Regions from separate parts of the Mus musculus genome. Here region 1 is linked to region 2. The links are chromatin contacts, called in public HiChIP or PLAC-seq maps. All regions are on one chromosome and are shown on one strand. The core of a region is the stretch at or near the end of the contact, and the rest is flanking DNA. Distances in the headings are between cores, read along the strand shown. Region 1 overlaps Rarb (retinoic acid receptor, beta). Region 2 holds the start of Oxsm (3-oxoacyl-ACP synthase, mitochondrial).

The links. HiChIP or PLAC-seq counts read pairs in DNA pulled down with a chosen protein or histone mark.
Region 1: a contact with region 2 is called in an H3K27ac HiChIP or PLAC-seq map of embryonic stem cells, with 2.7 times the contacts expected there. The contact joins the enhancer-like site here to the promoter of Oxsm in region 2. A contact is called at or near these places in 3 of 39 promoter capture datasets (the 3T3-L1 cell line, the HPC-7 cell line and pre-B cells), 3 of 484 Hi-C or Micro-C datasets (differentiating embryonic stem cells and embryonic stem cells), 4 of 115 datasets of contacts at active chromatin or transcription factors (acute myeloid leukemia, bone marrow-derived macrophages, embryonic stem cells and 1 more) and 2 of 9 other capture datasets (adipose tissue and liver).

What each region holds. Positions count from the first base shown.
Region 1 is chr14:16,432,158-16,437,945 of GRCm38.p6, reverse strand. It overlaps Rarb (retinoic acid receptor, beta), which reads left to right. Exons shown (of 8, transcript NM_011243.2): 5 at 1,036-1,212; 6 at 2,688-2,892; 7 at 3,623-3,781; 8 at 5,679-5,788. Among named protein-coding and RNA genes, the nearest start is that of Top2b, 70 kb to the right of the region's middle. Within about 2 kb of position 3,190, at least 60 of the 459 cell types and tissues checked have an H3K27ac peak or open chromatin away from gene starts, as enhancers often do. A contact at or near this core is called in acute myeloid leukemia, differentiating embryonic stem cells and embryonic stem cells, where this site is marked.
Region 2 is chr14:16,241,225-16,247,070 of GRCm38.p6, reverse strand. Oxsm (3-oxoacyl-ACP synthase, mitochondrial) reads left to right here and starts at 3,740. Exons shown (of 3, transcript NM_001359883.1): 1 at 3,740-3,781; 2 at 4,273-5,280. The coding sequence starts at 4,304.

The DNA of each region.
Region 1 (5,788 bases), core at 1,941-4,440, 190 kb before region 2:
ATACCAAGCAGCCAGCATCCTACCCTTGTGTGACTCAAGGTGTTTTCTAAGCATGGCTTGCAAACCACAGTGCCACCATTAAATAAAACAAGCCTCCTGAACACTTTACTGTTCATACTTTGCACTTTCTCCTGTTTATTAGTCTCTCTTCTTTATTTGTTTGAAATGGAGCTCAGAGAAGGTTTCCACCTCCTCCAATAAACGTCTTGTAGCTATCTTGTTTTATCTAAGTTTAGCTTCTGGAGTATAATTTTCATGATATAATGTGTCATCTTCTAAGAAGGTATGAATTGGCATGTTGCAGACTCTTCTCAACATTATAGAAAGGCTCCCTCCTCACCTGTGACAGCCTGCCCCACCCACAGTCCCCTGAAGGCATTGCCCTATCCTTCCACCAGTGCGGTATCACCTTTTCTACAATGATCTGGTCCTGTGTATCTGTCTCCTCCCTTTAGTACAATGCTATTGGCGGCCACAGATGTGTGCCTGCCTCCTTTTGTTGATGGCACCTTCCCACTCACTACATAGTCATTATTGAGCACCGTAACATTATTGAACATTGGCTTCCTCTCCGCAGCTGCTCCTGTGCACTGTCAAGAGTGGCTCCTTGGCTTTACATAGTATCTGGGGCTCAGCATGGCTGTTGCGCTGCTCACCATGTTCCTGTGTGTCCTATGAGCAGATGCAGAGGTTTCATCTGGCTCAAGTTTGATGTAGGCCAGACTGAAGCCCGGTGGTATGTTCTCCTTAGGATACCCACATGGCGGTAGTGAGCAGTGATGATCCATGTCTAGAGGCAGCACATATACCACAGTAGGTCTGTCATTCCTTCATTACGTGTGGATAAGCACACAGGGAAACTTGCCCTCATTCATTCCCTGGCTGTCTTGAGGCTGCTGTAAACAGCTTGTGGAGTTGAAAGCAGGAATCCGAGGTCACTCCGAGAAAGCAAATATGAGCCCCCTCGTCCCTATGTCCTGACACCATGCTGTCATTCACTTTCCTCTTCCCTTTCTTCTTCTCCCACCTTCTCAGAATTCCAGCGCTGACCACCGGGTCCGATTGGACTTGGGCCTCTGGGACAAATTCAGTGAGCTGGCCACCAAGTGCATTATTAAGATCGTGGAGTTCGCCAAGCGTCTGCCGGGCTTCACAGGTCTGACCATCGCAGACCAGATCACCCTGCTCAAAGCCGCCTGCTTGGATATCTTGGTAGGATCTTTTCTGAACTCTAGGAGGAAGGAGGGGATAGGAGGAAGGAGAAGACGGAAGGAAGGAAGGAAGGAAGGAAGGAAGGAAGGAAGGAAGGAAGGAAGGAAGGAAGGAAGGAAGGAAGGAAGAGGGAGTTGGAGGCTTCTAGGATCTTCTGAGGAGACCACTTCTCAGTTACTTTCTAGATCTGGAGAATCCTTTCCAGATGTTGGAATTTCACTGAATTGACAAAAATTCAGAGGTCTCTGGGATTTGATAGGACTTTCCTTCCTTGTATCCCTCTCCATTATGATCAGGAGAGTGACTCCTCACTGGCCTTCAGTGATGGCCTGCTACCTAGTATCTGTATACCCTTTTGTAGACCAGGTAGGCCCTAGGGAAGGACTGGAGACTGCTGGAGCTCACCAGGCCTAAGGCCTTTACGGTGAGAGAAGGCAGGCGTTCTGTGGGATGATGTGGCAGAGGGTATGGAGCACATGTAGGTCTGGACAGTAACAATAAGCACAAGGAGGGAGTACCTTCTAGAGTAGAGAATCTACTTGCGTTCCATGGTAGGGTGCAAACACCCTCTCCCCAACTCTGACCCTGACTTCCTCCTAACCCCTGCAGTCTGCTGCCTCTGTTCCTGTCTATGGCATGATGGCTGTGTAGCTACAAACACACTGTATTATAAGAGGGCTTTCCTTGAGTCAGATTCATTACCCCTCAGCTTAAACTATAGGATGTTCATCTGAAAGACTGGGTATAGGGCATGCTAAGTATCTAATAAAGACTTCTTATAGTTACCTTCCTGTGGATACAACCAAATATCTGAAAGACACAAGTTAAGGGAGTTCTATTTGAGCTCATGGTTTGAGAATAGAAGCCACAATGATAAGAAAGCCATGTATGTAGGACTGTGAGGCAACTGGCCACATTGTACCCAGAGTCAAGAAAATGCCAGCTTTTTGTTGTTGTTGTTGTTGTTGTTGTTTTCAGTCTGAAAGCTCCTAGTCTCTGGAGTGTGTGCCACACACATCCAGGGTACATCTTGTCTGATTAGTTTAGCCCTTGTGAAATACCATCACTCAGACATGCCTAGAAGTATGTGTGTTCCCATAGCAAGTTTAGATCCCATAAAGTCGACATGAAGATTAGCTATCACAGTTGGTAAGGATCATCCTTACTTATTTTTGGTTGACTAAACTTTTGAAAATAGAATCTTGTTAATCTTCTTTGCACTAGTACCTGGCTTAGTGCCTGAGAGGTAAGTACTCAAGAAATAGATATTTCAATCAAATGATGATTTATTTTAGTAAAAAGTTATTTCTCAAAATGTGAGTCCTACATATTATTCCTATCAACCTCAACAGTGGGGCATACTGTCCAGATGACCCAGGCTCCTTTTTCTTCTACCATAGATCTGGTCAGTGCTGTCAGGGCAGGCCGTCATAAATGATGCAGCAAGTGTACATGCATACTTTTTTTTCTTCCAGATTCTCAGAATTTGTACCAGGTATACCCCAGAGCAAGACACCATGACTTTCTCTGATGGCCTTACACTAAATCGAACTCAGATGCACAATGCTGGCTTCGGTCCTCTGACTGACCTTGTGTTCACCTTTGCCAACCAGCTCCTGCCTTTGGAAATGGATGACACAGAAACAGGCCTTCTCAGTGCCATCTGTTTAATCTGTGGAGGTACTGACTCCTTAGAAACCGTCACCAGACCCCAACAGAGCAATTACAAAGGCACAGAAGAGATCTCCACTGGGGTTCTTTGGCATGAGAAAGGCGTTGTACTTCTTTCTGTTGCAAACTAAGTACTGGTGTTTGAGCTCCTTCTGCCAAAACAAAAGAAATGCCAAAATGAGTTTGTTCTGTTTCTCTTGTGGGAAACAGGTGCTTTTGTAAAAGCAGGATTGTACTGCTGTGTGCCTAAGGACATTTTAGTGATGACCTACACAAATCACATGTTATTTGAATTCAAATCACCTCTTGGTCTTCCCCACCATACAGGTGCCTACCTGGTGGGCTGGAATAAAGTATGGCCCCTTCTTTGTAGTGACCCCTGCTGGCTAACCAGAAGCCAACTTTAGTTCAAAAGTAATGGTTGTAATGAAGGGGAAAGGTTATCTACCTGGCTTTTACAGGCTGCCCAGGGTTCTTTTGTTCAGCTCAATACTGACACCATCTGGCCATGAGAGGTAATTCTTGCCTCTGGGCCTGAGCAAGTGGACATCAAATGAGCTTACTAAGGGGGCATCTTCAAGTGTCACTGCTTAAAGCAATTGCATTTACTCAATTTAGTGTACAACTGAGTCACCAAATAAAGCCACTTTACAGGAGGAATAGGAGACAAGGAAAGATAGCCAGCAGTCTCTGAGCCTGTCTGATCACTAAACACTGAATACTTTCTCCTGCTATCCAGACCGCCAGGACCTTGAGGAACCAACAAAAGTAGACAAGCTCCAAGAACCACTGCTGGAAGCACTAAAGATTTACATTAGAAAACGACGACCCAGCAAGCCTCACATGTTTCCAAAGATCTTAATGAAAATCACAGATCTCCGCAGCATCAGCGCGAAAGGTATGTCTTCAAAGGTGGAAAGCAGAACAGAGCTTGGCCAACTTTTGCTTTTTAAAGCCCATATTTTAATATCAGGAGTCCCATTATTGCTTAAGTTGGGATGTCTATCTCATAGAAATCAAAAGGAATTAGCCTTGTCTGAGCACTCATGTGTGTGTAGTTAAGAGCACCTCAGGTTTCCTAAGGAAGACATTTTGATGGTGTCTCTGGTGGGAGATAGTAAAAGCAGAAAGCAGATACCACTACCCAGTGATATTAAGAGATAATTGTTTTAGAATGGATGGCTGGGTAGAAGAGCAACTCTTCAGAGATGATGTGTTTTTTAAGACTGTTATTATTGCTGGGGCTCATATGCATGCCCTTGGAGGTTAAAGGACAATTACATGGAGTCACTTCTCTCCCTCAATCTCTGTGACCTTTCTAGGGCACCAACTCAGTCAAGCAACTTTCAGAGCAAGCTCTGAGCCCTCACCCCCGCTCCCTTTTTCCAGGTTTTATTTTTGATTCCGTACATTTCATTCCAGCTTTTCAAATAACTTAGGCTTCTATACACTCAGCCTATTTTTCCATGGCACCCTAACAACCCTAGGCAAATGAAGGTCACTGTGGCTGCAGCTCTGGTGTAGGCACTTCTTCTGAGTACAGGAATTCTTGCCTGGCTGAGAGATATAAATACTCTTGCCTCATGATTCTCAGTCTATGTGGCAACTCAGGCAATTACAGAAATGCCTAGAGGCATCTCATAGCTGAGTGCAGAGGACTTTTCTATCGAGATGACTCAGCCAGCCACGCTATTACATATCATGTTCCCTCCCATTAGCAGATTCTACACCTCAGGATCTTGGCAAGCCAAGACACAAAAGTGCTTAAATGCACAATGAACTTGCTTGACAAGAAACCTCAGTTCTTGTTTTTTAGTTTTTTTGTGGGTTGGTTTTGTTTTTCTTTTTTTATTCATTTGGTAGTTTGGTTTGAGGGAGCCGAGGGGAACATTCTAAGTTCATTTCCACCACAGGATTAAGAGAAGCAAAAAGACACTAGTACTTGAATGGATGTAATTGAATGAAGTGGGGAGAGAGAGAGAGGAGAGGGAGAGGAGGAGGGAGGGAGGGAGGGAGAGAGAGGGAGAGAGAGGGAGAGAGAGGGAGAGGGAGGGAGAGAGAGGGAGAGAGGGAGAGAGAGAGAGAGAAAGTGTGTTCCTATCACCCTATATATATCCACGCCAGTGACCTGAGGACTAGCAGCCACATACAGAAATGTCCCAAGCCCCATACTAGCAGTAAGTCCAGCAACGCTAGCCACATGGTTCTGAGGTAGTTTTGTTATTGACATATTTCCACCTAACCAGCTGCATGTTGGGGGTGTGTGAGGTGTGGTGGCATGAAACCACCTGGTGCTGGACTGGGTTGCAGAAAACCATCACATACTGTGACTCAAGTCAATCTTTCCATTGTGGAAACTGCCCATCCTTTCACCTTTATTTTCCTGATCTTTCATCAGTGACTTCTCTTTGTAAATTTTATATTCCGAATTTGATTGAAGCACTGCAACTATCAAATATGCACATCACACATCTCCACTTCTTTTTCTTAAAGACTGAGAACCTCTAGTGTGCCCTATTAGTACTTATTCTGTTTTCAAAGGCAGTGGTGGATCAGCCTGTGCCTGAGAACCAATCTAACTGGGATCTCGAAGCACACTTGACATTCTGGTGGCTGACATTCCCACAGTAAACACCTTATAGTTTTTTCTTCCAATAAGTTGGTTCTTCTCAACAAAGACACATGTGACTTGATACATGTATTACACAACTTTTACACACCTGAAGGTGAATGTTGGTTTCTTAGTATCTAGCTGAGCCCTTATCTGACAGGTGTTCTATTATCTCTTGAAAAAGGTGCCGAACGTGTAATTACCTTGAAAATGGAAATTCCTGGATCAATGCCACCTCTCATTCAGGAAATGCTGGAGAATTCTGAAGGACATGAACCCTTGACCCCAAGTTCA
Region 2 (5,846 bases), core at 2,491-4,990:
GAAACGAGTACTAAGAGAGTGGGATATTGCTGGGATGAACTTGACCATGTGGTTTTATTTTGTGGGGCTAGGGGAATATTTATAGAAGGCTTTGGGAAGACTTGGGCTAGAAAACAAGATAAATTGTACTGTTTGTAGAGAAAAGGAGATCTAGGGAGCTTAACACTACAGCCAAGGCATGTGCTAGAGAGAAGATGTTTCACATAGTTGAGAAGTTTGCCTTGTACTGGAACAAAGGTAAAGGGTACTCTCTAGCCAAGACCTCACTCAGCAAAACTTCCAGCTTGTACAATAGCCTAAAGTCTTTTCTGATCCCAGAAAGTTACTGAATGAAAAAGTATTGCTGCTAATGTGATTCAAGTGACCCCATCCCTGGCTGGCAGCCACAGTGCCAGGTTTAGACTTGAAGGATACAAGAATGAAGTGTCACAGATCCTACCTCTGTGGCTTCTGAGAGCCTCTGAGGCCAGGCAACATGTGGTATGGAATTCTCTGCATGAAGATACTGAGAGAATAAGAGTCATGATAGGCCATTTTGTAGAGCTGTGAAAGGGAAGCTTGGGTTCCAGTGGAGACCACAAGATGTTGGAGATATCAACGCTATGAGAAAGCTGCCAAGGAGGTCAATAGAGAAGGACCAGCCTAAGAGAGAGATGCAGGCTACTGGCAGGAAAGCTGGAGGTGTGGAGCCCTTAACAGAAGACACGAAGCTACAGGATTTGGTGTTTTGTCCTGCTGGATTCTAGTCATAGTTTGGTCCATTATGTTCTTATTCCCCACTTGGACCTTTTGGGATGGCAATCTGTGCCATATATTGGAAATATGTGATTTGCCTTTTTATTTTACTGAAGGTTGAATTCTGTGATGCTTTGCATCTTAGAAGAGACTTTGGGCTTTTAAACAGTATTAAGACTGTGAAAGACTCCAGGGCATCTATGAAGACCGGGGAGTAGAGTGTGGTGGTTTGAATGGAAATATTTCCTACAGGCTCTAGTATTTGAACTCATGGTTTCCAGTCAGTAGTTCAGTTTGGGAATAGTTAGGTGGCACATCTTGCTGGAAGAAGTATGTCACTGAAAGTAGTAGAGAAAACACCTTTGTTTGCTCTCTTGGCTTCATGCTTGTGGTAAAGGATGTGAACTTTCCATTTCTTCCTATAGCCACCATGCTTGCTGTCTGCTGATATGCTGTCGCCATAACCTTCTGGAAATATCCCTTTGCCTCTGAGCCATTTCTCCCACACCTCATTTTTATTTGTGTGTGTGTGTGTGTGTGTGTGTGTGTGTGTAGCAAGTGCATACACATGCCCTTGCCATGGCATTTGGAGATCAAAGGACAATTTCTGGGAGTTGGTTTTTTTCCTTCCACTGTTAAGAGTTCTGGAAATGGTTGCAAGCCTCAATGGCTGAGCCGTGATGATGCACACCTTTAATCCCGACCCTTGGAGGCAGGGGCAGATGGATCTCTGTGACACTGAGGCCAGCCTGGTCTACAGAGTGAGTTCCAGGACAGCCAGGGCTACACAGTAAAACCTGTCTTGGAAAAAGAAAAAACCAGAGCAAAGAACAACAACAATAACAACAATGACAAAAAAAAAAAACCCAAACCAAAATACACACACACACACACACACACACACACACACACACAGAGAGAGAGAGAGAGAAAGAGAGAGAGAGAGAGAGAGAGAGAGAGAGAGAGAGATGGAATTCAGGTTATCAAGCTATAAAGCTTAGTGGAAGATAACTTTATCTACTAAGTCCAGCTTCTCAAATTTGGCACTGGCCCCAAAGTCCTGGTGTTTTGTCCGTATTGTACTACTGTCTGTTGAAATGCTTGCCTTCCCCTCAGTTACTACACATGTATTCACCCAGTTTACAGATTGAAGTCTAGGTCCACTTCTTTGAAGCATTTCATGACTTAATGAGATAGCACTGACCTTGGTCTCCTTTGTGCTAAAATAATATTACAAACAGAAGTTTAATTGTTTGGATAGAAAGTTTATTTAATTGAGAACTGTATTTGGAAATAAAGCTTTGAACCAGAGAAATAATAAGAGGAGGCAATGATAAGCAAAACCAAGTTGAAGATTTGTATTCATGAATACACCATGATATTTTAGCAAACAATACGGTAATAATTCACATATAGCTGTTATTATGATTTTAAAAACTTCTTAACCCTTTCCAGATGGAAGTAAAATGATCACAGAGAGAAATATAAATATACATTATGGTCTTGTTATATCACGTTTTATGTGGGTGCATTGTTTTGAGAACAATTCTTTCCCTGGGAAGATGTAAACAAATACCCAGCCTCTTTATAAAGCAACAACAATAAATCAAAGCAAAATCCCCAGGTCCGACTTAGGGCACTCTAAGTTTATTCAGCTTACTTCAGAGCATGGGTGAAGGGTTCCTTACAGGAGTAAGTGCCTAGGGCATCTGCACGGCCAGAAAGTTTCACTGCAGCATGGATGATGACATGACTTCTCCATGGCTGCATAGACAGAGTTCCCCTTTCAGCTAACCTTCCACAGTCCACATACCCCAATGCCTTTTGAGATCAGAAATTTGTATGTAAAACAAATTGCCAAAAGGTACTGGAGGAAACAGCACAATTTTCACTGCAGGGAGATCATACTAAGCAAATGGTGAGCTACTGGATCAGGAACAAGTTGAATTTTCTTAAACATTTTAGACAGAGTAGACAATAAATCATATCCAGGAGTAATGAGGAAATAGCTAAACTTACCTCAGATTCTTTTCTACATTTGGAAAGCAAGCATACGTGGCAACGATGGCCTGAAGAGGTTATTGCCCACAAGAAAATATATAATCATGACTACAAGATAGCATAGTCTATCCTTTATCTGAAGAAAAAGCAAAGCTCACACGTGGGACAGACTTGAACAGTTAATAGACATCCCCTGGCTGTGTTGCTACTTATCCTACTTATCCATTACAGATTTATCTCTGAGCAAGTAAAACTTTCGTAAGCTCAGGAATTTCCACTTCAGATATTGGGCAATCTTCTGGTCACTTCCTGTCATGAGTCAGCCCTTTTTATTGTTACAGAAGTAGCTGTTTACATCATTTGCTAAAGTAAATAAAGGTAAGGAAAAATGGAGGTAGAGGGGACACCATAAGCACTGCAGATCACTACAGACGTTAGGTTTTGTTATATTTTAAAGACAAAGTCTTCAGGTTGGTAGCCCAGGCTCCCTTTGCACTCTCTCCACAGCTGAGGACAGAGCTCCTGATCCTCTGCCGCCCAGGTGCTGAAATTGAGCGGTACCATTATCTGATCTCTTTGCAAACCTTTAAAAGTTTTGTAACTAACGTCTCCTAACAAATTCTCAACGTCTTTGCACATTTCTAAGTATTCAGCCATAGTATTATTTTATTGTCTACGTGGCATTTAGATGTTTCCCCAAACGACCTCGGTTTCTTGGTGACATTCTGAAGAGTTCTATGAATATTTTCTACAGAGCTACCAGGGAGGCTACAGCTATAGGTCCTCCCCGGAATGTCCTGGGGAAATGACAGCCGCCCTTCTCTGGCAGCACAGGAATATCTAGGCATTATCGCTGTTGACTAGGTGAGGTTTCCCAAGCGATCAAAACAGGCTCTGAGGCTAGAGCGGGGCACTCACAACCCGGAACCCGGAGGAAGCTCTGGCCGGAGCGTCTGACCTCTGACATCAGGCACCGGGCGGAAACGCTGCGCTGCGGATGAGTGCGCATGCGCACTCGGTGGGCGCCCGCAAAGGCTTGTTTCAGGTAGTGACTGCAGTGTGCACCCGGGTTTCAGGGTAGGGGTGGAGGGCGTCGCGTGGCTGTGAATCCCTGAGAGCTCCTAACGCTGAGCTCGGGAAGTTACACCCGGCCTTCCTAATACGGCGGTGCTGGGCTGTGGCGGGACCGCCTGAAAGGTTATCTGCCCTACACGGAAGTAGATAAAGTGCACAAGGCAGAATGGGCCTGAGGCGGCCTCCTGTGCATTAATCTTAGAAATGCCACATGGACTCAGTCCACACTGTACAGTAATCTTCGGTGAGCCTGAAGAAGGATGCCCCCTGTAGGGTGGGTTGGCGTTGTAAAACCCAGTGAGCTAGCTATCAGTTGACAGTCTGAAGGACCTCATAGATTACAAATAAAAGTTAAGTCCAAGCGAGGGTTGCATTTCTCTGTGACCACAGTCACACCTAGGGTGTGTGTAAGATTCTACTGTCGTTTAAATGATGCTTGCTGTCTCTTGTGGTCTATTCCAGGAATGTGTTTCTGATCTTCTGAATTTCAACCATGTTGTCAAAATGCTTGCAACATTTTCTAAAAGCCACAATCTCCCATCCATATCCAGCGTCATATTCTTGGTTAATAAGCAAACACAGATTTTATGGAACTGTGCCAGCAGCCATGTTGCGCAGACGAGTTGTCATCACAGGCATTGGCCTAGTGACACCACTTGGCGTTGGGACTCAACTAGTTTGGGATCGGCTTCTCCGAGGAGAAAGTGGAATTGTTTCTGTGGTTGGTGATGAGTACAAGAATATCCCTTGCAGTGTAGCTGCTTATGTACCAAGAGGTCCACATGAAGGTCAGTTTAATGAAGAAAACTTTGTGTCCAAATCAGATGCCAAGTCCATGTCTTCTTCCACCATCATGGCTGTTGGGGCAGCAGAGTTGGCCCTGAAAGACTCCGGCTGGCATCCGAAACGAGAAGCAGATCAGGTGGCTACTGGCGTTGCCATTGGCATGGGCATGGTTCCTCTTGAAGTTATTTCTGAAACTGCTTTGCTGTTTCAGACCAAAGGTTATAATAAAGTCAGCCCATTCTTTGTCCCTAAGATTCTGATCAATATGGCTGCAGGCCAGGTTAGCATTCGCTACAAACTCAAGGGCCCCAATCACTCAGTGTCCACAGCCTGCACCACAGGTGCACATGCTGTGGGAGACTCCTTTAGATTCATAGCCCATGGTGACGCAGATGTGATGGTGGCTGGGGGCACAGACTCTTGCATTAGTCCATTATCTCTCGCTGGGTTTTCCAGAGCCCGGGCTCTGAGCTCAAACCCAGATCCTAAGCTAGCCTGCCGGCCGTTTCATCCAGAGAGAGATGGTTTTGTCATGGGTGAGGGAGCTGCTGTGCTGGTGCTGGAAGAACATGAGCATGCTGTTCAGAGAGGAGCTCGGATCTACGCAGAAATTTTGGGTTATGGACTCTCGGGTGATGCCGGTCACATAACTGCCCCCGATCCCGAAGGAGAAGGTGCTTTAAGGTAAAGAACGGTTGTTCTGTTCAAAATATATTTTCCTCTTAAGATACTATATTAAGGCACTATTGGAACTTCAAATTAAAAAAACATTACCTGGTCTTGGTGTATAGTATATATTCTCTTAGATCAAAGGCTTTTTAAAAATTCTTTGCTTGAAATGATTGAAAACATTTGAAAATATTTAAACAAAAATTGAATGGACTTTAGTTAGAGCCAATAGAGTTGTGTCTTTGCTAGCTTCTTATACCCCACCTTCTGTTTGGAAATCATGAGTGTGCTCCCTTCCTCAGCCTCCCTCTGAACACTTATCAGACCTGGAGAATAGAGATAGATGTGTCTAGGTATATTCTGTTCTTTTCAAATCTTTTCAAAGCAGCATTTCTTAGCCCTGAATCACCCAGGAGTCTTGTTAACATGCCAGTTCTGACTGCGGATCTAGATTGATGCTTAAGACTCTACATTTCTAACTAGCTCCAGTCTAAAGACCACACTTTGAAAAAAAGTCCTTGATTATATGATGCCATCTAAGCTTAAACTGTATTATGTTTTATCCAATTAAATCAGCCAGA